Regions from separate parts of the Mus musculus genome. Here all the other regions are linked to region 1. Evidence: chromatin contacts called from public HiChIP or PLAC-seq and promoter capture Hi-C data. All regions are on one chromosome and are shown on one strand. The core of a region is the stretch at or near the end of the contact, and the rest is flanking DNA. Distances in the headings are between cores, read along the strand shown.

Region 1 (3,491 bases), core at 590-3,089:
GGAACACCAGATAATCCCTAGGCTCAGTTGACCTCTGTTTGCTGGAGATGGAAGAGGAGATGGATGAGGTACTTTGGGTGGTGTAGCTGGGTTCAGAGGGACCAAAGCTTCCGTTGGAGAAGTTAAGGGCAGAATTATATAAACCCCAGCTCTGATTCCCATGAGGAGGGAGTAGTATCTGGGGAAGAGGGCACACGGCTAAATGCCATGGCTTCTAGGTTCTATTCTTGGTCCCTCCCTTGAGCCATTCTAACCACAAACCAACCCCCCCACCCCCCACCTTCTGCCTTTAGGAGGATTAAGACATCATGAATAGAGATGCATGGCCCCATCCTGTTCTCAGCCACCCATCCCTCTTCTAGCTTCTCCTCCTCTGGCCCAGCATGCCTTTGGCCAGCACTCATGGATAGGCCAGGCCTATCATCCCTGCAATGATGTCCCGGCCACATCTCACATTCCACATCTCACACTCCTTTATGCTCCCACACCTCAGCCCTGGAGCCCCAGATCCATTATCAAGAATGAGTTTTTGAAGCCATTGGCTCAGCCCAGCCTTCCACTGAGGCCCCACGTAGGGACCTAAGACAGCATGGTTTTGTTCGCAAGCCCTTATAACTCCTTCGATAACTACACCGTAGTGAGTTGTCATCGCAGTTCAACACTTACATTCTCCAGCATGCATTCATTCTGGAAGACAGTCATACAACGCAGGAGTCCTATGGTGAGTGAACCAATCTCTGAGGAGGCCTATCCCACCCGTGCTCTCTCTCCGTGCTCCCACCCATCTTCCTCTCCGACACTTGGGTTACATTAAGGACCCTCCTGCCTGGTGCCCTAGGGAAAGGGCCTGCTCTGCTCACTTGGCAAAAGGCCCGGCTTCCAAAAACACATTCTCTTCGGATCTACGCTCTGTTGGTCCCAACAACCTTCTCTGGGATCGTCCAGCTTTGGGATAGAAATCAAAGCCCCTGGTTTTCTATAGAGAGCAGAGGAGGAAGAAGAGAGAGGATTCAGTGCTCTGGGACTCACCTGACATGTCTTCTGGGCACGGAGATGGGAGAGGGGGGGCATGTCGATAAAATGATACGCCTCATGGTTTAGGACACAAGGGTCCCAGTCCCAAGACTCTGCCGGGCCCGCACAGTCTGGATGGCCTGTTGATTCTTGAACTTGACCAGGCCCAGGGTGATCTGAGCGTTCCAGCCAGGGTCTTCGAGGGGGCAGCGGAAGTCGATCTCGCCCCCGCCTTCGGTCACTAGCGTGAAGTAGATGTGGCGCCCGGTGCTCTCTACGCACTCCACGGCTTTGATGCGGGCGAAGCTGAGCTCCTTGGGCCGGCCGCCCGTGCCCTTGGCCTCGAAGAGCTGCAGCCCGCGCTCGGTGAGCACGCAGCGCTTCCGCTTCCACAGCTGCAGCAGCCCGCCGCTGCGCTTCTCCAGCACGCCCTCCTTCAGCACGGTCGCCGCCGCCGTCATGGGCACCCCGAGGTTCCCACAGCTCTGGAGGCTGCGGCGATCCCGGCTGTCCCGGCTCTACAGCGCCGGCTTCTCGCGCCCTGGAGCTGGTTGGCCTTGCTCCCTGTGCGGTCGAGCCTGCGGCCCGGGCCGCCTCGCAGACAGCGGGTACCGGGAGGCTCGTGCGATGCTACTCTCTCGCCGCCGGCTTGGAACCCTGCGCGCCGCTTCGACCTCCCCGAGCCTCTACCCGGTGCCCTGCGCCTCGCCGCCCGCACGCCCGCTCCCCTGCGCTCCGTCTGCGAGCTGGGCGGCTGCTGGCGGGATGTGCCCTTACATGTTCCACCGCTCGCCTCCTGCGCCGCCCGCCGCGCATTCCTGCCCCGCTGGCCCTCCCCTCTGCGCCGCGCACCCGCCCGGACAGGGCCCCGGGGGGCGGGGCTGCAGTGGGGCTCCAACACCCATCAGCAGCGCGGGCCCGGGAGGGGGCTGCTTTCTCAATAGCCTGCGGGCTGCCCCTTCTTAAAACACCGCTCCGAGCCCCTCACCCGACCCCCAGCCTCAACCGTTCACCCCGGCCTCACACCCGGGGCATAGCAGAAGGAGAAAGAGGAGAAGTGGGGGAGGGCCGAGGATCCTCTCCTAGAGGAGCCAGGTCATTGCTGGCCTGGGGTGGGGCCGGCTTGACGATAACGCAGTGGCACCATGGCAGGGTGGGTGTCAAATACCCGCTGCTTCTCAGAGCACGAGAGTTCTGGTCGCCCAGCCTCTGCCAAAAGCTAGTGTTGGGTCTGTCCACCATCATCAGCAGATGTCTCTCTGCTGGGCTCAAGGGAGGCTGGCCACAGATCTGACAACCTACTCTCCCACCTTTCCCTGCCTCTACTTAGGTAGGCGTTAGAAAATAGTGTGTATAAAGTGGGGAGAGAGAAATCCTGATGGATCAATGGGAAGTAGACACACGTGCTGTGGGTGTGGGGTTGTCTCACAGAGCATTGACTTGGAGCCCAACCATGCCTACTGCAGTTAGCCCTCAGCCTTGTGGCTTCTCTGCAGAGTCCACAGCAGAGAATGGGCTTCTCCTGGGACACTATGCTGAAGGGAGACAGGCTTTTCTCAGTTGACTTCAAACCTCTCCTACCTGGCCAATGGCTCTAACCTTATTCCATACTTTCATGTATCAAATGGGATAACTAATCCATTCTGATCTGGTAGGATTGTTGCGAAGAGCAACTTAGTGACCATTCGTGAAGACCCGGGACAGATCTGCCAACTCAGTTATTTCTCTCTTCCTACTATGTCTTCCATCATATAAGGTCAGAAGCCGGAGAAAGATGTCTCTCCTAGGACCTCCCTCATCTGGCCCTCTTGGTCAACCCCTCCAGGCCAAAGTTTCTTAAACACCTACTCATGGACATGTTAATCGTAAAGGTTCTGGGACTAATGATAAATAATTAGTCAGAAAGAAGACCTCTTTGTACTCACACCTCCTGTTTTGGTCCTCGGTGTCGAAAAACTAACGGGCACAGGGAGGATTCTGTTGTGAGCCGGGGGTATCCTCCCCTGCAGAACCAAGCCAGCTGTGGAGAGAAAGAGTCATCAGTTTCCCATCCAGAGCCCTGTCTGTCCCTCCCTCTGACCTTCTCCCTGTCCCTCAGCTCCCAACTCCCACAATGCCACTCCAGGAGAGAGATTAGACAGTGCCCTTAGGGACTTGTCGGCCAGCCACTATGGTGTGGCTTTCCCCTCAGCCTTCTTCTAGGGACTGCTGAGTTGACCAACCTGGCAGAATCCTGCCTTAACCAACCCTCTCTCCTTTAGGAAATGGGGGTGGGAGTGGGACCGGGAGGAGTGTCTCCATTGAGCCCATCTCTACTGCTTCCTTCTCGTTCACTGATGCTTTCTATAACTACTGGATCATTCTCAAGACAAAATTTACAGAGCCCTCCCCCATGCTTTAAATTCTCATGAGAGATAGGGCATAGTGTTTTGCTCACATTTTCTCATGAGGGAAAAAAAAAACAAGGCAGAGAACTC
Region 2 (3,491 bases), core at 651-3,150, 510 kb after region 1:
TATATCATTTCTTTTCTTCTCTCTCTCTCTCTCTCTCTCTCTCTCTCTCACTCTCTCTCTCTCTCTCTCTTTTGAAAGAGTCTCACTACTATGTAGCCCTTGATAACCTAGAACTCACTATGTAGTCCAGGCTTGGCCTTCAGCTCGCAGAGGTCCACTTGCCTTGGGAGTTGAGAGATTAAAGGGATGCATCTCCACATGTGTCCAACAGTGCTTTTTAAAAATATTTTTAAAACCATGCTTACAGCCAGGCATAGTGGGCGTGCCTTTAATCCCAGTACTGGGGAGGCAGAGGTAGGTAGAGTTCTGAGTTGGAGGCTAGCCACATAGTAAGTCCCAGGATAGCTAGAACTATGTAAAGACCATGTCTCAAAAAAGATGCAAACATGTGTGTGTGTATATGTGTGTGTGTGTGTGTATATCTTGTTTGTTTAGTGTGTATGTGTGTGTACACTTGCACATAAAGGTCAGAGTACCACATTACAGGAGTCAGTTTTCTCCTTTTATCATGTATGGATGGAACACGGGTCCATCCATAGCATCCTTAGCAGCAGGTATCCTTATCCACTGAGCTATCTCAGCAGCCCCACATTGCTTATTGGATGTTTTTGGATGAGGATAGTTATATTAAAAAGGTTTCTGGTGTTGGTCTGGGTAGTTACCCTTTAACCCATCTCTAGAGCCTGTCTCTTGAGTTTGAGGCCAGCCTGGTATATGTAGCTAGACAAAGTTTCAAAAATGAACAGAATCCTGGGACTAGAACCCATTTGTAGAATGCTTGCATAAGAAGCTCTGGGTTCAATTTCCTGCATCTCCAGAGGGATTTTGTTCTGTAGTTTTAGTTTTTCAAGACAGAGTTTCTCTGTGTAGCCCTGGCTGTCCTGGAACTCACTCTGTAGACAAGGCTGGCCTCGAACTCAGAAATCCTTCTACCTCTACTTCAGGAGTGCTGGGATTAAAGATGTGCGCTGCCCTCCTCCACCCCAATTTGTTTTTGTTTTTTAAGGGCCCCGGTAAACAGTAAATTAACATGTGCATCCTGTTTGTCTTTGTAATGACTCAAATGTTGGGCTTCTGACCACTAGAGGGCAGCAGGCAGATACTAATGGAGTGGGCGGAGAGAAGGGTAATCAGGAGCAGACCAGACTCGCGGATAAACCAAACAGCACCGCCAGCCGACCCTAGGCGAGGAGAGCGCCACAGGCACCAAGGGAAGACTTGAAGTAGTGTCTGATCTCTACCGCTTCAGCAACCATCGCGTTTGGGTGGGCTCCAGACAGGCAAAGTGCCAGCAAATGGTCTCTGTAGCTGACTAGACAGACTATCAGACCCAAACCACCACTGGACCGTGAATGTTGCCCAGTGTGTTGCCTAGCCGCTTTCAGAATCCCAGCTTCTGGGTGTTGTGGAGGAAACCCCTTAGCCTCGGTAACTTTCACCAGGCCCTTCTTGTCTCTAGACCTCTAGACAGTTGGAAGCATCAGTCTTGACCCAGCCACCGGTTCAGATTCCTTGCCTTGCTTTCTCCTCCCCAGTTCAGCCCTGGCCAGGCCCCCAGGAAGAATTTCCAGGGCCAGAGGGCAGCCTAAGGCACAGATGCCCACCCCTGCAATGTTCCCGCCACCTGCCCAGTTCAGTACCCAGGGCCCAACCCCAGAGGGTGCGGAATGACAGATTCTGACAATCATTAAACCAGCCAGGCCTGATTTCCCAGCACCGCCTGCTAGGATCTGGGCCAAGTGGCACGGAATATGCAAATCACCTGGGACAGGGAGCCCAGTCTGAAGGCCAGGAAATCCCCAGCATCCAATGAGCCACCAGCTCAGGTTACAACCGGGGACGTACGCCGAAGACCTGGAGGGGAGGAGCTCCTGCTTTGCTCTATTTAGAGCGGGTGGGGGCAGCGCCCTGGCCACACTCATCACTGCTACCTGCGGAGCCTTCGACCGCTTAGATTTCTTCCCTTCCTGTGGCCTCAGAAGCCTGCTCACCCGCCTGCCACACCGAACCCTGACACACCTCGGTACGGTCACATTCCCTAACTCTGGCTTCAGGAACCGTCCAGTGGATTTACAGTTCTGAACTTAATCACTCAGGCTTGGAGGTTCCTAGCTGGAGTGTTGGGGCTACTGTGGGTGTATTCTGGGACTGGTCAGAGACCAGATCGGTGTCTTGGAGGGACAGGGTGGCTTCTTTGGTTCAGGAGCCCACGTGATTTGTGGAGAGAGCCCCAGAAGAATTTGTATCATGGTCCCACCCGCTTTGAGATTATTTTTATTTTTCGGAGCCGAATTTCCCAGTTTGGCGCCAGCTGGCCTGACCCTTCTAGGCTCAAGAGAGCATCCAACCTCAGCTTCCCCAAGTAGCTGGCTCTTGGTGGTGATGGTGGTGGTGGTGGTGGTGGTGGTGGTGGTGGTGGTGGTGTGTGTGTGTTTGTGTGTGTGTGGTGGAGGGGGGGGGTGTTGAAGAGAGAATGTCTACAGCAACACTGAACTTCCTGCCTCTCGGCTGTTGCTGCCCAGGCTTTGCCAGACAGAAATGGAAGTGTACCCTGACCTGTACCCTCCCCACCTTGTCTCCTCTTCCCAGGGGCCCTCATGGCTGCCACCTGTGAGATCAGCAACGTTTTTAGTAACTACTTCAACGCCATGTACAGCTCAGAAGACCCCACCCTGGCTCCTGCTCCTCCGACTACCTTTGGCACTGAAGACTTGGTGTTGACCCTGAACAACCAACAGATGACACTGGAAGGTCCAGGTGAGTGCTGTGTAAAATCTTTACAGACAGGACACCAATGATCTGAGAGGCTCTTAGATGATAAATGGACAGGGAGGAAGGGTATCCTGGAGTTAGTGGCTGGGGAGGATTTATTCATTCATATGTTTGTGTAGTACTGGGGAAAGAACCCAAACAAGACCTTATTTATGCTAGACTGTGTTCCTAGTCCCGAGAAGACTGTAGTGGCTGAGGTGGTGGGAATATAAGAACTGTGGTGACAGATTAAGGGAGGATGAACTTGAGAACTAGCCATGTTGTGATTGTGGATATGTATCTGTCCCTCTCCGCCCCTCCTCGGGTTGTGTAGGACCTCAGACAAGATCCCAAAGGGACAGGACTGATCCTCTGGCTGTACTCCACCTTGCAGAGAAGGCAAGCTGGACTAGCGAGCGGCCCCAGTTCTGGTCGAAGACCCAGGTTCTGGAGTGGATCAGCTACCAAGTGGAGAAGAACAAGTATGACGCCAGCTCCATCGACTTCTCCCGCTGCGACATGGACGGAGCCACCCTCTGCAGCTGTGCGCTGGAGGAGCTGCGGCTAGTCTTTGGACCTCTGGGAGACCAGCTCCATGCCCAGCTTCGGGACCTCAGTAAGTCTAGGCTGGGAGCCACAGGGCCTAGAGAGTGAGCGAGGTGGCTGGGACTTGGGCAGGAGGGTGCAGCCATCGAGCCCCTGCCGGAACCATGGTCAGTGACGCTCTCCCTCCCTGCCTC
Region 3 (3,491 bases), core at 411-2,910, 470 kb before region 1:
AATACCTCTGCATGCCCCACGCCACTGGACTCCTAGGAATTTTACCGAGGTAAACAATCCTAGAATTTTGGCCAGATTTATCTCCCATCTTCTGATATCCATATGTGTGGCCAATGAATCCAAAGCGGTTGCTACCTCCTGCTCCAATCAGCATAGAGTCATCAATATAGTGCACTAGTGTGATATTTTGTAGAAGAGACGGACGATCGAGATACCTTCTAAGTTATGACACAGGGCAAGAGAGTTAATATATCCTTGAAGCAAAACTTGCTGGCCTTGCCAACTGAAATCAAATAGCTTCTAGTGGTCCGTATGGACAGGTACTAAGAAGAAGGTATTTGCTAGATCAATAGCTGCATACCAGGTACCAGAAAATATCTGAATTTGCTCAAGCAAGTACACTGTCTGGTACAGCCGCTGCAGTTGGAGTTGCTAACTGATTTGGTTTCCAATAGTCAACTGTCATTCTCCACAGCCCATCTGTCTTATGCACTGGCCAGATGGGAGAATTAATGGGAGATGCAGTGGGAGCCACCACCCCTGCCTCTTTCAAGTCCTTGATGGTGGCACTGATTTCTAGAGTTCCTCCAGAGATACGATACTGTTTTTGATTCACTATTTTCTTAGGCAGAGGCAACTCTAAAGGCTTCCATTTCAGCTTTTCAAATCATAACAGCCCTCACTCCACAGGTCAGGGAACCCATGTGAGAATTTTGCCAACTTCTAAGTATTGTGTATCTATCCCAATTATACATTTCTGGAACTGGGGAAATGACCACAGGATGAGTTTGGGGACCTACTGTGAGTTGGACATCAGCCAAATCTTCATTAATCACCTGTCCTCCATAAGCCCCTACTTTAACTGGAGGGCCACAGTGTTTCTTGGGATCAGTGTCAATTCAGAACCAGTATACAATAGACTCAGAAAAGTCTGATTGTTCTTTCTTCCAGTGCACAAGTTACTCTTGTAACTGTCTTGTAACTTCCCCTCCCCACCTCTATCTTAAATCCCCTACAGCTCGTAGGTCCTGCTGTGTTCCCTTGCCAAGATGTCTTGTACATCCTGCCTGTCAAAGGTTCCTCTTTAGAGAGCACACTCCTCTGGCCAGGCTTTGGGGACCCTCAGCCTGGTTCAACCTCCACTATCCGTTGGTTTTTGGTCTTCAAACGTATACCAGCTTGATCTGGACTTAAGAACCCTCCTAGTAAAGGAGTCTGAACTTTGAACTGCCATGCTTGGCCCTGGCAAGGACAGTACCAATGTAAACAGAACCAACGGAAAAAGGGGAAAGCGCGAGTTTGAATGAATGGATGGTTTCGTGGGCTCGTCGCAAGCAGCAGGAGGCGCTGCCCAGGAGTGTGTGCCTTGCCGCCAAAGCCGGAGTTCTGCCCGCTGCCCCCAAAAGGGACAGGGCTGGGAACTACGGAGGGGAGGCGACCAGGGTTCGATCGCGCCGCAGTCCCGGCCGCCAGAAAGGATAGGCGAGGAGGGGGAGGGGCGTGCCGTCTCCTTTCATTCTTCCACGCTTGGGTCTCCGGAATGAAAACTGCCCCCAGCCGGGCCAGAGAGAGGGGATGAAAGGCGGCCCCTAGGACCTCTAGTCGAGCCTCGCCCCGCCCAGATTTCAGAAACCGGCCTTGTAGGGGGTGTCACACCACGAGGCTGCGTGAATGCGGGAGACAGGGAGCAGCGTCGCCCCTCGCGCTGTTGCTGCCGCAGGATGCACACTTGGGCTGGCATTGCCCCAACCCAACGTGAGGCCCCGCCCCGTCTCTGGGTTCAGAATCTCGAATCCCTTCTAGCATCTTCCCCTCTCTTCACTGGGCCTTTGGTATGCCCCAGGGGACAGATGTCTTGGGATCTTTAACATTTGGGATGCTGCAAATGCCGAAGTTAAATGAAATACCTCCGGGGAGGGGAGGCCCGGGGGAGCCTTGGGGAGAGGGAAGATGGGCGGGACCAACAGGTCCTGAAGCTGCGCGACCGGCGCGGGGGGCGCGGGGGCAGGCGCGAGGCGCCAGAGCTCGGTGGGACAGGTAAGGCGGAAACTTAGTGAACGGAGCGCGGGAGAACTGGGGGGGGGGGGGGGGGGAAATCGAGCTCCTGAACCTCGGTCTTCATCCTCTGCAGAGGCAGTCTTGCAGGGAAAGGGGGTAATTTTACCAAGGGGTCGAGCATTCCCGAATTTCTACCCCAAAGCTGTTTCCAACGGCCAACCTTTCTCCTTCGACTCACTCCCCCGGCCGGTGGCTCTCCTGGCCAGGTTCCGAGAAGGCAGAAAGCAGGCAAACAAAAGGAGCCGGAGTCCCAGGCCGGCCTAGAAGGAGAGGGCGCGGTGGGGGAGGGGCTGGGGGGGACAGGACAAAGGGGCTTTTTACAGAGAGCCTTAGAGGTTTGATTTCAGGGTGCATCTTCTGTTACCCCTAGTTCTCCACCCTGGCTTAGTTGAGGTGAATACCTTTCCTAGTGGCCAGAGAGGAGTGGAGAAAGAAAACAGATATTCTTCCACCCCTCCTGCCCAGAGAGTCCCCGACTATTTCCCGAGCTCCGCGGCTGGTCATTGATTTGTTAATGCACTAAGTAATTGTGGGAATGCTGGTGGTTGTGCTTTGCTGGGTGCTGTTGGGGTGATGTGGTCAGGTTGAAGGACTTGGTTTTAAAAACTTTGACTCCTAAAGTATCACAGAAACTTCGGGGGCAGCGGAGAGAGCGGAGTATGTTTGGTTACAGGTCTGTGAAAGAGTTTGGACACGAAAGGTTTTGAAGAGATGGCTGTCGTGGAAAGGGCTTGTCTTCCACCTAGATGGGATTCCGGTGCTAGAAAATCTCACTTCCTCGCCTGTCCTCGTAGCCAGTGGCTCTGGGACCTGGGATCAGGGAAAATGGGTGCTGAGTTCCAAGTTAGTTTTAAGCTTCCTCTGGAGAGTGCCCACCTATCCCTTGATGGTGTCTTCCGATAACATCCATCTTGGCAGGAGGACTGTTAGTTAGGTCAGCCTAATTCCAAACCCTAGATTCTAGTGGATTGGGGGGATGCCGAGTTTGGACTTGGTTCAGTGCAAGCAGGTTGGTCTGTAAATCTATTGCTGAGCAACGGATTGATGCCCATCTTCAATGGAAGGCACTGCCAGTGCTGAGTTTCTGCAAAACGAGAGGAAAAAAAAAAGAAGAAGAAGAAAAAAGCTTCATTGCACAGCCTCCTGCAGGAGGCCCGGAGGGTAAGCCTTCCTCCCTGGTAGGTGGGCATCGAAGAGTGAGGAAGCTGCTGATTGGCTCCGGGGCTTGCCTCTTTGCAGGTTGCCTATTTCTTGGGGTGGGCTGTGTGTGTGTGTGTGTGTGTGTGTGTGTATTGGGGGGGTGTTATGTTCTGCTAGAGGGGTTTGGGTTTGTGATATCAGTGACCTGGCTTCTGCTCAAGACTGTTCTTGAAAAGCTGGTTTTCAAGCGCTGAGAATCATTATTGAGAGCCTGGAGGCTTTTCCTGGAAGAC
Region 4 (3,491 bases), core at 590-3,089, 450 kb after region 1:
AAAATTTTAGAGACATTTTGTTGCTAGTCTGTAGCTAGAAACATTTTGTTGCTATTCTGTAGCTCTATGGCTGGTTGACTCTTATTTCCAAAAATCTGAGCGGGGCAGTGGTGGTGCACGCCTTTAATCCCAGCACTTGGGAGGCAGAGGCAGGCAGATTTTTGAGTTCAAGGCCAGACTGGTCTACAGAGTAAGTTCCAGGACAGCAAGGGCTACACAGAGAAACCCTGTCTCGAAACACCCCCCCACCCAAAAAAAAGTCTGGAAAATATGTCATTTGTCACTGCAGTCTATTACTTATTACATTGGCTTTCCTATTAAATAAGTACCTATATTTAAAAAAATAATTAAAACATGAGTATTTTGTCTGAATTATCTGTGTATCATAAGTGGGCCTGGTGTCTGCAGAGGCCAGCAGAGGGTGTTAGATCCCCTGAAACTGGAGTAACAGACAATTGTGAGTTGCCATTTGTGCTGGGAATTGAACCCCAGTCCTCTAGAACAGTCAGGCTCTTGATTGCTATGCCATCTGTCTAGCCTCAAATATCTAGCTTTGTTTTGTTGTTGTTGTTGTTTTTTTTTTTGAGACAGGGTTTCTCTGTGTAGCCTTGGCTGTCCTGGAACTCACTCTGTAGACCAGGCTGGCCTCGAACTCAGAAATTTGCCTGCCTCTGCCTCCCAAGTGCTGGGAATAAAGGCGTCCGCCACCACGCCCGGCGTTGTTGTTGTTTTAAGGTGGAATGGAACAAGAACTCCCTTTATAGCTGGCAGTGACTGTGTTTTCCTGATAAGGCTGGTGAAACTTCATACTTTTAGCTTTTTCTTCTTTAACAAGGGAAGTCTGGAGTATCTCAGGATGGCTTTGAACTCTAAATGCAACTGAGGATATAACACTGAACTTCAATATGTGCCACCATAACCGTGTGTGTGTGTGTGTGTGTGTGTGTGTGTGTGTGTGTGTGTGTGTGTATGATGCTGGGGATCTGACTTACCAACTTAAGTATGACTATAGCCCTATTTTCAGTCTCTTTTCTCTGGGCTAAACATATCTCATGCTTTCTGGGTTATCCTTTGTGGGGAGGCATGGAAGAGGATCTGGCACCAACGACCCCCAAAATCAATGGTCTCAAATTGGCCATGGCTCCTGAAATGGTCCAATTGTCTCTATAAGATGAACACTTATTTTCGGGCTGCTAAATTGGCTCAGTGGGTAAAGTACTCGCTGTCAGCCCTGACAATTCCAGTTCTGTAGACTCTCCTTAGACCTCCATGCACCCACCAGATCCCGTACATACATCAATTAATAAAAATAATCTTTATTTTAAAAGTTATCTATTACATTCCAGACATTATGACTATATAGATCTGCTCTAAAAGAGCTACATATATTTATTAAAGATTCACTGTTCACGGCAAATTAAGTAGCACTATTAATAAATACCTGACAGCAAAAGCACTTTTTAAAAAATAGCGGCTGGATAGTGGTGACACACACCTTTAATCCAGCACTCGGGAGGCACAGGCTGGCTGATCTGAGTTTGAAGCCAGACTGGGCTACATAAGCGAGTTCCAGGGCAGAGAAACTCTGTCTCGAAAAAAAGGGCAATCAATGTTTATCCCAGGCCACGGGGCTGATCTGAACTCTGTCACTCAGTACTCCGAACCCCCGAACCTCCACGCCCTGGCCGGGGAGCCTCCACGCTCCGGGTCTACAAGGAGTCCGATTGCCATTGGCTGCGGCAGGAAGAGATGCTCCAATCCCCGTCCAGTAGCACGCCTCCGCCTGGGATCACTTCCGTCGCGGGGATCAATTTCCGCCCAGCGTGCCGTAGACTCTCGCGCGGGTTGGAGCCAAGATGGAGGAATACGCGAGAGAGCCGTGGTGAGTTGCCGCCGCCGCCCTTGTCCCTTAATTACCTCCTCCATCCGCCGTGGTCGGAGTCTGAGGTGCAAGCGGAGCTCCGCGCGGCTCGGCGCCGAGATCTGGGCAGCTGTGGGTAGTGTGGATGAGCGTGACAAAGGTGGCTTTTTAGCGCAGTGTGCCAGGACCCCAGCACCCCTGTGACCTTGTGGTGCATTGGGAGGAGGTCCGGTGCTGGGCTTGGTGGAGCTTTGGAACCTCCTCCCTATGGCAGGTGCTGTCGACTTTGTGCGGGGACAATAATGATCCCTTCTGCCTGCTGAGGCGACCTTGAACACGTCCCTAAGCCTCGCTCTGCTCAGTTTCTGCCTCGACGAAGGGAATGTAGATCTCCGAGTGCCATACCCGAGGCCTTATGCCTATGAGGACTAAGTGTCCCCACGATGAAGCATTTCAAATGAGTAGACCACAAATTTCACCCAACATCCAAGGGGGCTGGATGAGCTCCTTGTAGGCTGAAGCGGCCTTTCCTATGTGGAATTCCCGAAGAAAAAAGATATATCAGTATGTGGAAAATAGGAAGAGATGAGCTGCGTGTGTTCTCTGAAAAGCCATGAATAGACATAAATTCATTAAGTGTTTATTAAGTAAGGGCTGTATGCTTGGCTCAAGGTGTAAACAAGAGTAAATCAGGCATAGCTGTTTGCAGTAAATTAATGTAATAGCTGTCGAGTCTCAACAGTTGTTTGAATAAAGCCTCAGGTGTCACAAGCTAATAGATCTTGGTATTCTGGGTTTTTGTTTGTAATGAGCGTCAGGGTATTATCCTCAAATAGTGTGTCTGCCCAGGATTTTAAATTATTATTTGGTGGCACTCCCAAAAGTATGCTTCAGCCTTCTGTCCTCAGAGGAGGTTATCTCCATGTGTTGGGGTTGGATATGCAGGGTTTAGCTGGACTGTATAAATTGGTACTAGATGCCGTATAATGACACAGATTAGCAGGAGGGGTAATTTTGATACATTTGAGTTTTCCCCAGGTCAGGTGGCACAGGCCTCATGAGGTAGAAGCAGGAGAGCCAGCAAGTTTAAGGACAGCCTGGGCTCCATAGCAAGTTCTAGGGCAGCTGGGGTTAGACCTTGTGTCAGACATATTTTCATCAGAGTGCACTGTGCATGCTGGTAATCTCAGCACTTAGGTTCTAGGCTAGCCCAGGATACATAGCAAGGCCATGTCTTGATGTTTGATAAGTTACTGGACATTCCTTTTTTTTCTTGGTGTGTTCTGAGGCCAGCGCTGTCTGAAACAGTAGATGGTTTAATCATTGTCATAATACTTCTTTGTTGCTTTCTCGGAGTGCTTTAGGATCTATAAATAGAGTGGACAGAGTTTGCGGGGGGTTGGAGTACCAACTTTTGTGCTTAAGTTGGCTGTTCTAGTTATTTATTCCATCTGGGGCAGGCTACTTAACTTCTGTGTGAGCCTTCGTTCATTTGTAAAATACAGAGGAGATAGTCCCAGTCTTTTTATCAAGTTAGAAGATTATGAATTCTAAAGGGAAATTAGTCATTATTTAGATTCTAGTGAGCAATAATGGCAAGTTTAAAAGCATACTGTTGCCGGGCGGTGGT
Region 5 (3,491 bases), core at 688-3,187, 390 kb after region 1:
CTACCTTAAACCTTTAACATTTGAGTTATAGTCTGTGATGGTAATGATAGAAATATTTACCAGTGTGGCTTAGCTAGGGGAGTTGTGCAAAGAGTCCGATGAGGTAGATGCCCAAATATTAGAGGGCCTTATGGCGTGGGCTTCAAAGACGACTCGGCAGTTCAGAGCACTTGGTGCCCTTGCTGAAGGAAGACCCAGGTTTGGTTCCCAGTGCCCATGGGATGGTTCACAACTACCCATAAGTTTAGCTCCAGAGCATCAGACACCCTCAAGGGCACCAGGCATGCGTGTAGTACACATGCACACATGCAGGCAAATACTCAGACACATAAAAAATATTTTCTTAAGTGTCCATGGCAGGAGACTAAGGTAGCCATTACTCTGCCTCAGCTGATCGGTAGTCCTGGTCAGGGAACTGCATGCAGGTGGAGCATGACTACTCCACATTCTGTAACTACCTGTCTGTCTGGCAGCAGTGAACGAATGCTTAGGGACTTTTGCTTCCTCTTTAGCTGTCAGAGTATTGAAAGAATGGACTCCAAGAAATGGACCCCAGGAACTTTCCGCTGGGTGAGGAATTGGTGAAGGCCCAGGGGCATACAGAAAAGGCACATATCTCCTGGTGAAAGACTTTACAGTTTGTCAGTAACCTTGCAGGAGCAACTAGGAGCCAAGGCAGTAATGGGCAGGGGAATCACATCTTGCCTGGACCACTTAGTCAAATATCTTACTCTCTATTTAAGCTTTGCCCTTACTTGAGATGGACTAGGATCTTTGTGCCGAGACCCCTCTTGGGGTTAGAAGCACCCTTTCACACAAGGGTTGCCCAAGACCATCAGAAAACAGATATTTACATTACATTCATAACAGTAGCAAAATTACAATTATGAAGTAGCAATGAAAATAATATTATGGTTGGGAGTCACCACAGTTTGAGGAACTGTGTCAAAGGGTTGCCACAGTAGGAAGGCTGAGACCCACAGGACTAGGGCATGGAAAGGAATCACTAGATCTCCATGACCCTCTTTCCAGTGTGGCCATATTGAATACATTTCACTATTAATTTGGTTATTTTAATTGTCTATTGAGGGTAATTGTCTAAACCTGGCTCGTTGGAGCCCCAGGCTCTGACGCTGAGTCCTGCATCAACTCCACACGAGTTGGTAAAGGTACATTGACTTTCTTCTTTGAGACTTTCCACCTGTAACTAACTGTTGACCCTGATAGCTTATGTAGTATTTTTTGCAGGCTTGCTCCATGAAGAAAAAGAGTTTCCACTGTAAAGTGTTTAACTGGCTGTGTCTCAAGTGGCGGCGGCCACCCCTACCGGTGAGGAGTGAGGCTATAGTTGGAGCTGTCCATTCAGAGGGAGAAGGGGCCATCTCAGGAGCCAGTGCAGCTGCCAGGGCCCAGGCCCTGTGGGCACCGATGGGGACAAAGCTTCTCTGAACTTCCTCTCAATGGATGCCTGTTTCTAGGAATGGGGGCAGGGTGACGCTGCCCCATCCTCCCCCTGCAGGACGTCCAAGACTGGACACCAGAGCAGAGGAGGTCCCACACAAGGGAAGGTGCGGCCCTGCCCCTCCAGAGTTGGCCCATGAGCTGTTCATTAGGAGGTGGCACCAGGATCAGTGTTTCTGGGGTCTGGGATAATGATTGGTCTCAGGAGAGAGGCGGGCACAGGGTACTGCCAGGCCTCCCTGACCGCAGTGACCAGCTGTTGGCTGTGCCCTTAAGGGCTCAGACTAAAGGAGTCACCACACTGTTGTGGACAGAGAGAGCAGGGCTGTGTCTTGGGGTGAGGGGTACCAGGCCGGTGCTGAGGCTGGGTGGGCGTCGCTGGTGGGCAGACCCCTGGGCGGGGCCCTGGCAGGGTTACTGCAGGCGGGGCGTTAGTCCCGCCCCAAGAAGGCGGGAGAGGAGCCAGAGCCTGGCCGCGGGCTGGGCGGTGCTGCAGCTCCCGCCGGCCGGCTTCGTCCAGCTTTGTCCTGCGGCCCCTTTTCCAGGCCGTCCTGGCCGCGCCCAGCCCCCTCTCGCCATGCCGCCCGCGGGGCCCCGCGGGACCGCGCCGCTCGCAGCCGTCGTCCTGCTGGTGCTTGGGGCTCCTCTGGGTAAGGGATGGAGAGCGACACGAGATGGGTGGGGTGGGGCGAGATCAGGGAGAGGTGAAAGGGACCAGCCATGTCCTCAGAGGCTATCTTCCGGGTGTCCATGCCCCCCAGATGCTTGCGGTTGTTCCCGGAGCAGGAAAGAAAGGGCGCTGAGAGGTCAGGCAGCGGGAACCTGACCCCCAGGCGCGGGGTTCAGCTTCAGGGAGAAAGGGGCTTCTAGGACTTCTAGCTTAGGGTAGAAACAAAAGTGAGCTTTCAGCTTGTCAAGGCAGTGAGATTGAGGGTGGCTAGAACTGAATTGGACTGGTGTCCACTGGGCACCTCCACCCCTGCCCGCAGCGCTGGCGAGTGAGGACTGCTTGTGGTATCTGGACCGGAATGGCTCCTGGCATCCGGGATTTGACTGCGAGTTCTTCACCTTCTGCTGCGGGACCTGCTACCAGCGGTACTGCTGCAGGGACCTGACCTTACTCATCACCGAGAGACAGCAGAAACACTGCCTGGCCTTCAGGTGGGCTGCGGACTCCCACTCCACCCCCTCTCCGGAGGCCTCCTGCTGGCTCCAGTGCCCACCTCCACATTCTTAACTGCAGGAGTCACCAGGACTCCAAATGGTGACAGAGCTGGGTGGTTGGTGTTAGTTACCATGGGCTTGCCTGGGCTGTTTCCAGGGGCTTTCTGGATCCTGACAGGTCCTGGGAGGGAGTGTGCTGAGTTAACACTAACATTCAAACAGCAGAGTGCCTTGGTAGACGCTCTGGTGAGAGGGCAGGAAGACTTGGGTTTTGTTTCCAGGCTGGTGCACTGTGATCCAGCTAAGGCGCTTGCCCTCTATAGAGTACCGCTACCTTTTAAAATAATATGGAAGTTGCTAGCCCGGCCTGGTGGCTCGCACCTGTAATCCCAGCACTCAGAAGGCTGAGGCGGGAAGATCATCACTAAAGAGTTCCAGACCAGCCTGGGCTACAAAGTGAGACTATCTCAAAAACGATAACACCACCAAATAAATAAATAAATAAATAAATAAACAAACAAATAAGAAAAGAAAAGAAAAGAAAAGAAAAGAAAAGAAAAGAAAAGAAAAGAAAAGAAAAGAAACAGTTGCCAAAATTAAAAGTTTTGCTAATCCTTCCCCCATCCAGCCCAGGGCTAAGGGTAGGCCCTCAAACAGGCCAACATGCTACTTTAAGCTACACTCCCAGCCCCCAAATTAGTGGTTTCAAACTTTTTAAAGGGAGCTGCAAACACATAAAACTGATATAAGGGGATTGCAAGCTCTTGTAAGATTTGATGATAATGGCCCTTCATTATTTCAAAGGCTCCATTGAGGCCAACATACTTTAAACCTAACCAATATAAAAGCAGTGGTAGGTGGGCACA
Region 6 (3,491 bases), core at 492-2,991, 340 kb after region 1:
CCCACCTACTGCAGGTAGAGAGGGGTCGGGTGGGGTAAGGGCATCTCTCCCTTGCCGGCCACAATCCACAGCAGACAAGGTGCAGGGCCTTCTGTGTTCATGTCCTCAGGGCTAGCTTACCCAGTCCCTTGCCCTCAGGGTCAGCTCTACTATGTTGCCCAGGCGAGGGGCAGGGCCAGCTCAGAATAGTGCCTCAGGCAGCAGTCCTGACCAGGGACATCTGCATGGCCTTTGGTGGTAAAACAGCCTGGGATATCAACACAGACCTGGTTGCCATAGGACCTCTAACCCAGACAGGTGGACCCCCGAAGCAGTATGGATCCAGATGTCCCACGGTATCAAGTGCAGCCATTCAGATTAGCATGTCTCCCCTCCCTCTGGCAGCATGCCTCTCAGATATCCACATGGTCTCTGGTAGCAGCCCAGACCACTGACATCCACTTTGCCTTTGATGCTAATTCAGGTGCCAGACATTGACACAGACTGCAACTCCAGCTGCAGCAGGACCAGGAACCCAGACATGGCCCTTGGGGGCAGCTGGAGCCAGGACCTCAGCATGGCCTCCTCATATCCCCCTATTCTTCACTGCCTTCAAGTCCCTAGTTCCACCTTTCTCCACAGTATATGAACCCTTCAGCTTGGTTTCCTCCTCCATCTCCACCACACTCCCCATCTTTCCCATCTCCCCATCACACATTCATCCATCGTAGTGGTAGCCACGGCAGGTGCTTGGGTGTCTTTCATCCGGCCTCCCCCAACACTTTTTAAAAAATTAAGTAATGCTATATATTTGCAGGATTCACTCATAGTAGTCACACTCATAGAATCACTCTAGAGCCATGTGTGGTGGCACATACCTGCAATCTCTGCAATGGGGGAGGTGAAAACAGAAAGATCAAGATAAGGGAGTTCAAGGCCAGTGTGGGCTACAGAGCAAGTTTGAGGCTAGTCTGGGCCACATATGACCTTGTCTCAAAACAAGATAACGACAAATAGGTAGATAATATTTTTTTTAAAAAAATCATTCTAGAAAAATGCTCCTTCGCCTGTAGGTAGTCTCCCCTGGACAGCCCTTTTTGACATTGGGTTCATCTAAGCTAAAAAGCTAGAAGACTGGATTTTTCTAAAGCAACCACTCCCCACTGCCAATTTCACTTCAGTTTTTCTGCGTGTCTCCTTTTCCCTGTCCGCTCCCCAGCATCTTAGGATCTCTAAAGCTAAACTGTAAACGGAGCCAACTGAATAACTGCTGTTTTTAGTTGAGGGGAGGGGTGTTAGTTTTAAAAAGATGCTATTCTGACCCCCTTCCTTAAGGCCCGACCTCTGTCCTAACTCATCTTAAATCTGGGCCTAGAATCATGCAGGTAGAGAGCGGTGATGGGCGAGGCGAGGGAGGGCATCTACAATCCCACTACAATCCACAGCAGACAAGGTGCAGGGCCTTCTGTGCTCACGCCCTCGGGATTAGCTTTCTTGCTCCCTTGCCATCAGGGCCTTGCCATCAAAGGTTACGCGCCTTTATTCCAAGCGCGTTTTCTAACAGCGCGTGCGACTTCAGGACTACAAACCGTTATGAGAATTCTGTGTGTGCATAGACGCCCAAAGCTTTCCTGGCCCGCGAATCGCGGTTCGGTTCCGGCAGCAGAAGGCGCTGTCTCCCGAGGCTGCGCTCTATCCCCGCCCCCCGCCCGCTCCCGCGTACTTAGGTGCGCAGGCGCGGCTTCGCGGATTGGCCGTACGCGGGAGCCGTCATTCGGTGGCGGGTCCCGGCCGCGGGGCTGGCGGGCTGAGGGGAGGAAAGATGGCGGCAGCGGCGGCAGCTGGTGCGGCTTCTGGGCTGCCGGGTCCAGTGGCACAGGGATTGAAGGAGGCGTTGGTGGATACCCTCACCGGAATCCTGTCCCCGGTGCAGGAGGTGCGGGCGGCTGCAGAGGAGCAGATTAAGGTGCTGGAGGTGACAGAGGGTGAGTGAGGCGGGACCGTCACGAGGATGGTTCGGACCAGGGCCGGCCGCACAGTCCGCTGACCGTAGGGATTTGGGGATCTTGAGCCAGCGGAGAGGTGGGCGTCAGGAGTGGATTAGGAAACGTGGGGGTGGGGGTGCCGCTGGTGGCTGGGAAAGTCCTAGAAGAAGGGTGGCGCGTCTGAAAGGAAAGGGTCGGGGGAGGTGGAGCCTTAGCGGGGATGGGGTGGGGGAAGACTTGAAAAGATAGATAGATAGTGGCGGGGTTCTGCCGAGGACAGAAATGAAGTTCGACGTGGTGCTGGCGGTGTCGCGCAATCTAGATGATCTCTGAGCCCAAGACAAGGTCTTTTTGCCGTTTTCTTCACCAGCTCTGTTGTAGTGGGATCAGGGAAGGGAGCTAGAGAAGAGCCAGAAGTAAGGCCCTTAAGGAGGCGGCCACCATCGAACAAGTTTCAGCATCAGAGTTTTAAATCTGGCTGGTTGTTCAGACACATCACGTTTTCCTAGAAATCAACTCAATCCGATGCATACGACGCTTCACTTTCCGACCATGCTTCCCGTTTGTTTTTTGTTTTTTAAAGACTTAATGGCAATTATTAAATTACTGTGCATTTCTATGTACAGGAACCGATCTTCCTTTGTTTTAGATTCTTTGTTCTCATCCTCCCGTTATGTTCTTTAACGTGTTAGAGAAGAAACTATTAGCTTGACGTTTTCTTTTAATTTCCTGTTTAGTGGGCTTTCAGCGGGCCTGTTTTCACAAAGAACAGAAAAAAGGGTCAAGTCTCCTTGGTCTTTATGTAAGAAACGTACCTGATTCGGAATTCCAGATCCTCGGAATCCCCAAGCTCAAGGGAATATTTCCACTGCTCCTTAAACTTAGGCTTCCTCAGAAATATGGGAGATTGTTTCCATATTTGACCAACCACCCTCAAAGCCTTGAGTTAATACTCCTGCAGGACTTTTTATTGAAAAGAAGTGGATGTGGTGGGGGAACCTCCCTTGAATTTAGTTTTTATATCCTCTAATATGACCAACTATTGAAGGCAAGTTTCCTTCTGTTGGGACTATTGGGATTTAATAGGTTAGAGACTATTTTGAAAGGCCAGGTGTAGTTTTATAACATTACCAGACTCTTAAGAGAGGGAACCGTGAATGGAAGAAAGCTATTGGAACGAAGCACATAACTAACTTGTCCTGAGGTTTCTAGGTCAAATTCCTTGACTTTACAGTTCATGCCTCTGCCTCCCTCGGTATAAAGAAAGAACGCTGATGGGCAGAAACCTTACTAAGTTTAACTTGTTACTTGCATTTAGTTGCTGGGCTGATGCAAACCGATCCTTAATTAAACCTCCCATGAATGATACCCAGTGTTTGAGCTAATCCCAAATGTATGGCTGTCACCTTAACTGTGAAAGGCCGGCTTATGTTTAGACTGTACAATAGTTCTAGTCTTACTCTGATTTCTTCTTCAACTCATAGCCAGATGCTATGGCCTCATCTAGGGCACAGCCACCTATACCGT
Region 7 (3,491 bases), core at 595-3,094, 300 kb after region 1:
ACATCCTTCATTTCTGCATCTAACCCACCTCCGTATGGCCACTTAGAGTGACTACCTTCCTCCTGACCTTAGTTTTTCTGTTCTGAGAGATGAGGAGGAACACACCTACCTCATCTAACTCCACTGTGGGCAGTTCCTCTCCTGTGACCAAATTGCAAACAGAGAACATAAGAGCCATTTTCTCCCGTAGTTGTAAACAACAGCTGAGCTGGGTCTCCAGGAGCTCTCCAAGTGTTTGCACAAAAAATAACCGCGTCTGCAGTTTCCGCAGCGCTTTCTCCTCTTCTCTCTTCCCTTCCTCTCTGGGGAGCTCAGCTGCCAGGCCTGAGCCTAGCCTTGAAACCAGGTAGAGTTTTTGCGTGTTTCCAGTGAATTTCAGCGACAGCTCTCTTACCACATTGGCTGTCGTCTTTATTCTTTCTCCCAAGTCCTCAGTTCAAAAGTCCTGTATTGACTGGTTTGCTTGAAGCTCATATCAAACTTCAAACTCTCTGGGACCAAAAGAATTATAACAGAAACAAGAATGGTCCTGTACCCCACCAGTCAAGGCCAGTGGCCTAGGTCATGTCCTGCATACCCTAGGAAATTCATGTCTGGGAGATGTCGAAGGGGAGAGGCGCCAGGGAGGTGGAGAACAGCCAGGGAGGCAGAGGACATTATTATGCCTGATTCACTTACACTGCAATCTGTCAGCCATCGTGGCTGTCAGGGCTGGACTAGTTCCAGAAAATGAATTTAGAGGGTGAATTTTCTTAGGACAGGAAGTTCCATTTGGCCAAGAGAAAACAAACTAAAACACAGTTCTGGTGAGTTCTGAATCTAGAGTCAGGTTTTGGCCAAGGGTCCGAGCCCTTCCCTTCAGTGGGAGATGTGATGCCAGGCCCCAGAGCTCGACTTGGGATCCCTGATGTTGAACCAATCTTACACCGTGTTGGATGGTGCAGCCAAGCTGCTGACGATGACACACTTGGCCAGGAAGCGGCCCTGATCACTGTATTGCCTCTACAAAAGGACCACTTGGCCTAGAGTCCTACAGGCACCCTAACCTGAGGTTGGCCTCAGAGCAAGGTGCCATGGAGGAAAAGAGACGTAGGAAAGAAGAGAGAGGCAAGGCCAGTCCCTCAGAGGGGGAGATGTGCATGTAGAAATGAGTGAAGAGGCCAGGGCCACTCCAGGCTCTGAGTAGATTTTCAGGGAATATGAATAGGGGCCGGGGAGGTGGTGGTGGTGGTGGTGATCAGAATTCGGCCTGAGGGGGCAAGCTTGAAATCCCAGGTACTTGAGAGGTTGCAGCAGCAGGAGGGTCACAAGTTCAAGGCCAGCCTGAGTAACTTAGTGAAATCTCTCAAATTTTGAAAAAAGACAGAAGGTCAAAGAAAGATGCTCAGAGCTTGCCATGTATTTGCCTGGGAGCCCAGGACTCTGCAGATTTACAGGAAACATGGAAGATACTGCCTCCGGTTTTCAGGCTCTAAGGCACTGGTGAAGTTTGACTTGTTGTTCAAAGAGGACACGTAGGAGGAGGCAGGGAGGGTGTTGCAGACACCACAGGGACTGGGCATGAGTGACCTACCCAAAGCCTTCCTCCTCTTGTTATGAGGGTAACAAGAGGACCATTTGCTGCAGTGCTCTCATGGGGGCTGTTTATCCATCCTTGAGTGGTCCCCTGTCTGCTCCTGTACCCCATTCCCTTTACCTTTTCCTATACCCATTGCTTCCAGGAGCTAGCTGGAGTCCAACCACTGGGAACCTTCCCCCCCCACCCCCCCTTCAGAGATCCAGAGTTCCCACAGGATCCAGCACCCTTTCCAATGTAGCCCTGCCCCCTAGTGGCCAAAATGGGGAATGCCCTGAAGTGGTTTGCATGGCTACTGGCATCCCTCACTCCCATGCCCCCACCCCCAGCCCTTCCAGAGAGAGGCATTAGTTCCAAACCCAGGGTGAGATAAGAATAGGGTTAGGGTGCAGAGGCAGAAGAGATAAACCAAACAGAACCTACTGGAAGGTCATTTTGTGCCACAAGAGCTGGCCCTATGTAGTGACGTTAAACCAAAAGCCATAAGACTGATCCCAGAGGCTGTTGTCCTCCCATTAAGCCGGTCCACTCACCTACCACACAAAACAGGGAGGGACTTTACCCCCGCTGATGTCCCTAGCAGCTCCTAAGGCCTGCCTCACCATCTGCGCTCTGTTATTCAAGAAGCTTGGTCTCTCCAGAAAGCCTATCTGATTCCACCTCGTCTGCCCATGGAGATCAATATGTTAAAACCACCCAGAGTTTTGTTTGCGTTGGTCGGTCAGCCCGGAGATGGGGAAAATCTGTTAAACCACTCCTGTACCAGCCACTTACTTCCCTCTTCTGCAGCCGCAAGCGCCTTAAGTTCTTCTTTGTACGTTTGTGTCAGGCTAACCTAGTGGCCGCTTTCGAGCAGAGCCTGGTGAATATGACATCCCGCCTGCGACACCTGGCAGAGACGGCCGAGGAGAAGGTAAGAGGCCCAGGGTGGTGAATTCTAAACCCACCATTCCACTCCATCGTCACCGGCCATTCGCTCACTGGTGGTGAGACCAGGGCTGCTTCTCAACCTGCCTGTCAGTACAGTGTCCCAAGCTCCACACTCCCCGTTCCTCTGCCTTTCCTGTTGAGAGCAGTAGAATCCCATTCCCAGTTCCCTGTAGGCATTTCTGCTGAGCCTCTAACAACACCACCATCATTTCCTGTAGGACACCGAGCTGTTGGATTTGCGAGAAACTATAGACTTCCTGAAGAAAAAGAATTCCGAGGCCCAGGCAGTCATCCAGGGAGCGTTAAATGCCTCAGAAGCCACGCCCAAAGGTAGGATAGCAGTCAGAGTGAATGGAACTGAAAAAGGACAGAAGTGGAGGGAAGGAAGGTCGTTGTTGGGCCCACAGCACACCAACTCTCATATCTACTTTCTAGAAGGCGAGGGTCCTTAGGTACTCTTCAGTGTGATGTCTGGGTATCCAGTGAGGGGTGTTCTGAACATGACCTCATAAACCCTGAGGATGAGGGCAAGGAGAGGAAATTTGTAATCGCCACAGGCCTGCTACACTCTCCTCAGCCTTTAGACCAAAGCCAGAGACCAGTCAGAGATGTCTCAACAGGGCCTCATCATTTAACCCCGATTAGCCTGACACCCAACCACCCTGCTGTCATCAGTGCTGGGGTCATGGGTGCATGCCACCAGGCCCAGCTCAAGACTGTTCCTTTTTGTTTATTTTTAAATTTTTACTTTTTTTTTTTCCTTAAGGTTTTGAACAAGTACATATCCTATGTTGACTATTTTATCCCTCTGCCTCTCCTTTTCCCTTCTCAGCCCTCTCCCTTCCTGTCACCCTTCCCCCTCCCCTAGAGAGGCTTAGTTCTGCCTTCCTGACACATACAAGCCACATACTGTATGACATACTGTAAGACATATAAGCCACATACTGTAAGACATATATGACATACTGTAAGACAGCCAATTCTT

The links. Promoter capture Hi-C pulls out the DNA fragments that hold promoters and counts their contacts. HiChIP or PLAC-seq counts read pairs in DNA pulled down with a chosen protein or histone mark.
Region 2: an H3K4me3 HiChIP or PLAC-seq map of embryonic stem cells shows a contact between it and region 1, with 9 read pairs. The contact joins the promoter of Elf3 here to the promoter of Phlda3 in region 1. A contact is called at or near these places in 4 of 115 datasets of contacts at active chromatin or transcription factors (embryonic stem cells and pancreatic cancer cells) and 1 of 9 other capture datasets (adipose tissue).
Region 3: an H3K27ac HiChIP or PLAC-seq map of extraembryonic endoderm stem cells shows a contact between it and region 1. The contact joins the promoter of Inava here to the promoter of Phlda3 in region 1.
Region 4: an HNF4G HiChIP or PLAC-seq map of pancreatic cancer cells shows a contact between it and region 1. The contact joins the promoter of Timm17a here to the promoter of Phlda3 in region 1. A contact is called at or near these places in 2 of 115 datasets of contacts at active chromatin or transcription factors (embryonic stem cells and pancreatic cancer cells).
Region 5: an HNF4G HiChIP or PLAC-seq map of pancreatic cancer cells shows a contact between it and region 1. The contact joins the promoter of Shisa4 here to the promoter of Phlda3 in region 1. A contact is called at or near these places in 1 of 39 promoter capture datasets (the 3T3-L1 cell line), 1 of 15 datasets of contacts at CTCF or cohesin (embryonic stem cells), 3 of 484 Hi-C or Micro-C datasets (all in embryonic stem cells), 1 of 115 datasets of contacts at active chromatin or transcription factors (pancreatic cancer cells) and 2 of 9 other capture datasets (adipose tissue and pancreatic islet).
Region 6: a contact with region 1 is called in a promoter capture Hi-C map of stem cell-derived epiblast-like cells, with 3 times the contacts expected there. The contact joins the promoter of Ipo9 here to the promoter of Phlda3 in region 1. A contact is called at or near these places in 9 of 39 promoter capture datasets (the 3T3-L1 cell line, 3T3-L1-derived adipocytes, the HPC-7 cell line and 5 more), 1 of 15 datasets of contacts at CTCF or cohesin (embryonic stem cells), 6 of 115 datasets of contacts at active chromatin or transcription factors (astrocytes, bone marrow-derived macrophages, embryonic stem cells and 2 more) and 2 of 9 other capture datasets (adipose tissue and embryonic stem cells).
Region 7: a contact with region 1 is called in an H3K4me3 HiChIP or PLAC-seq map of bone marrow-derived macrophages, with 2.8 times the contacts expected there. The contact joins the enhancer-like site here to the promoter of Phlda3 in region 1. A contact is called at or near these places in 2 of 39 promoter capture datasets (the 3T3-L1 cell line and 3T3-L1-derived adipocytes), 2 of 484 Hi-C or Micro-C datasets (both in embryonic stem cells), 4 of 115 datasets of contacts at active chromatin or transcription factors (bone marrow-derived macrophages, embryonic stem cells and pancreatic cancer cells) and 1 of 9 other capture datasets (adipose tissue).

What each region holds. Positions count from the first base shown.
Region 1 is chr1:135,764,433-135,767,923 of GRCm38.p6, reverse strand. Phlda3 (pleckstrin homology like domain, family A, member 3) reads right to left here and starts at 1,839. Exons shown (of 2, transcript NM_013750.2): 1 at 1,030-1,839. The coding sequence starts at 1,475. The coding sequence ends at 1,098.
Region 2 is chr1:135,256,881-135,260,371 of GRCm38.p6, reverse strand. It overlaps Elf3 (E74-like factor 3), which reads left to right and starts at 1,900. Exons shown (of 9, transcript NM_007921.3): 1 at 1,900-2,023; 2 at 2,590-2,757; 3 at 3,146-3,367. The coding sequence starts at 2,598.
Region 3 is chr1:136,232,449-136,235,939 of GRCm38.p6, reverse strand. Inava (innate immunity activator) reads left to right here and starts at 1,660. Exons shown (of 10, transcript NM_028872.3): 1 at 1,660-2,037. The coding sequence starts at 1,835. It also overlaps the pseudogene Gm3878.
Region 4 is chr1:135,312,085-135,315,575 of GRCm38.p6, reverse strand. Timm17a (translocase of inner mitochondrial membrane 17a) reads left to right here and starts at 1,839. Exons shown (of 6, transcript NM_011590.2): 1 at 1,839-1,882. The coding sequence starts at 1,857.
Region 5 is chr1:135,373,509-135,376,999 of GRCm38.p6, reverse strand. It overlaps Shisa4 (shisa family member 4), which reads left to right and starts at 1,937. Exons shown (of 5, transcript NM_175259.4): 1 at 1,937-2,111; 2 at 2,451-2,622. The coding sequence starts at 2,039.
Region 6 is chr1:135,428,741-135,432,231 of GRCm38.p6, reverse strand. Ipo9 (importin 9) reads left to right here and starts at 1,741. Exons shown (of 24, transcript NM_153774.1): 1 at 1,741-1,964. The coding sequence starts at 1,802.
Region 7 is chr1:135,459,689-135,463,179 of GRCm38.p6, reverse strand. Nav1 (neuron navigator 1) reads left to right here. Exons shown (of 30, transcript NM_173437.2): 14 at 2,406-2,489; 15 at 2,725-2,836. Among named protein-coding and RNA genes, the nearest start is that of Mir1231, 6.8 kb to the right of the region's middle. Within about 2 kb of position 1,844, at least 31 of the 459 cell types and tissues checked have an H3K27ac peak or open chromatin away from gene starts, as enhancers often do. A contact at or near this core is called in bone marrow-derived macrophages, where this site is marked.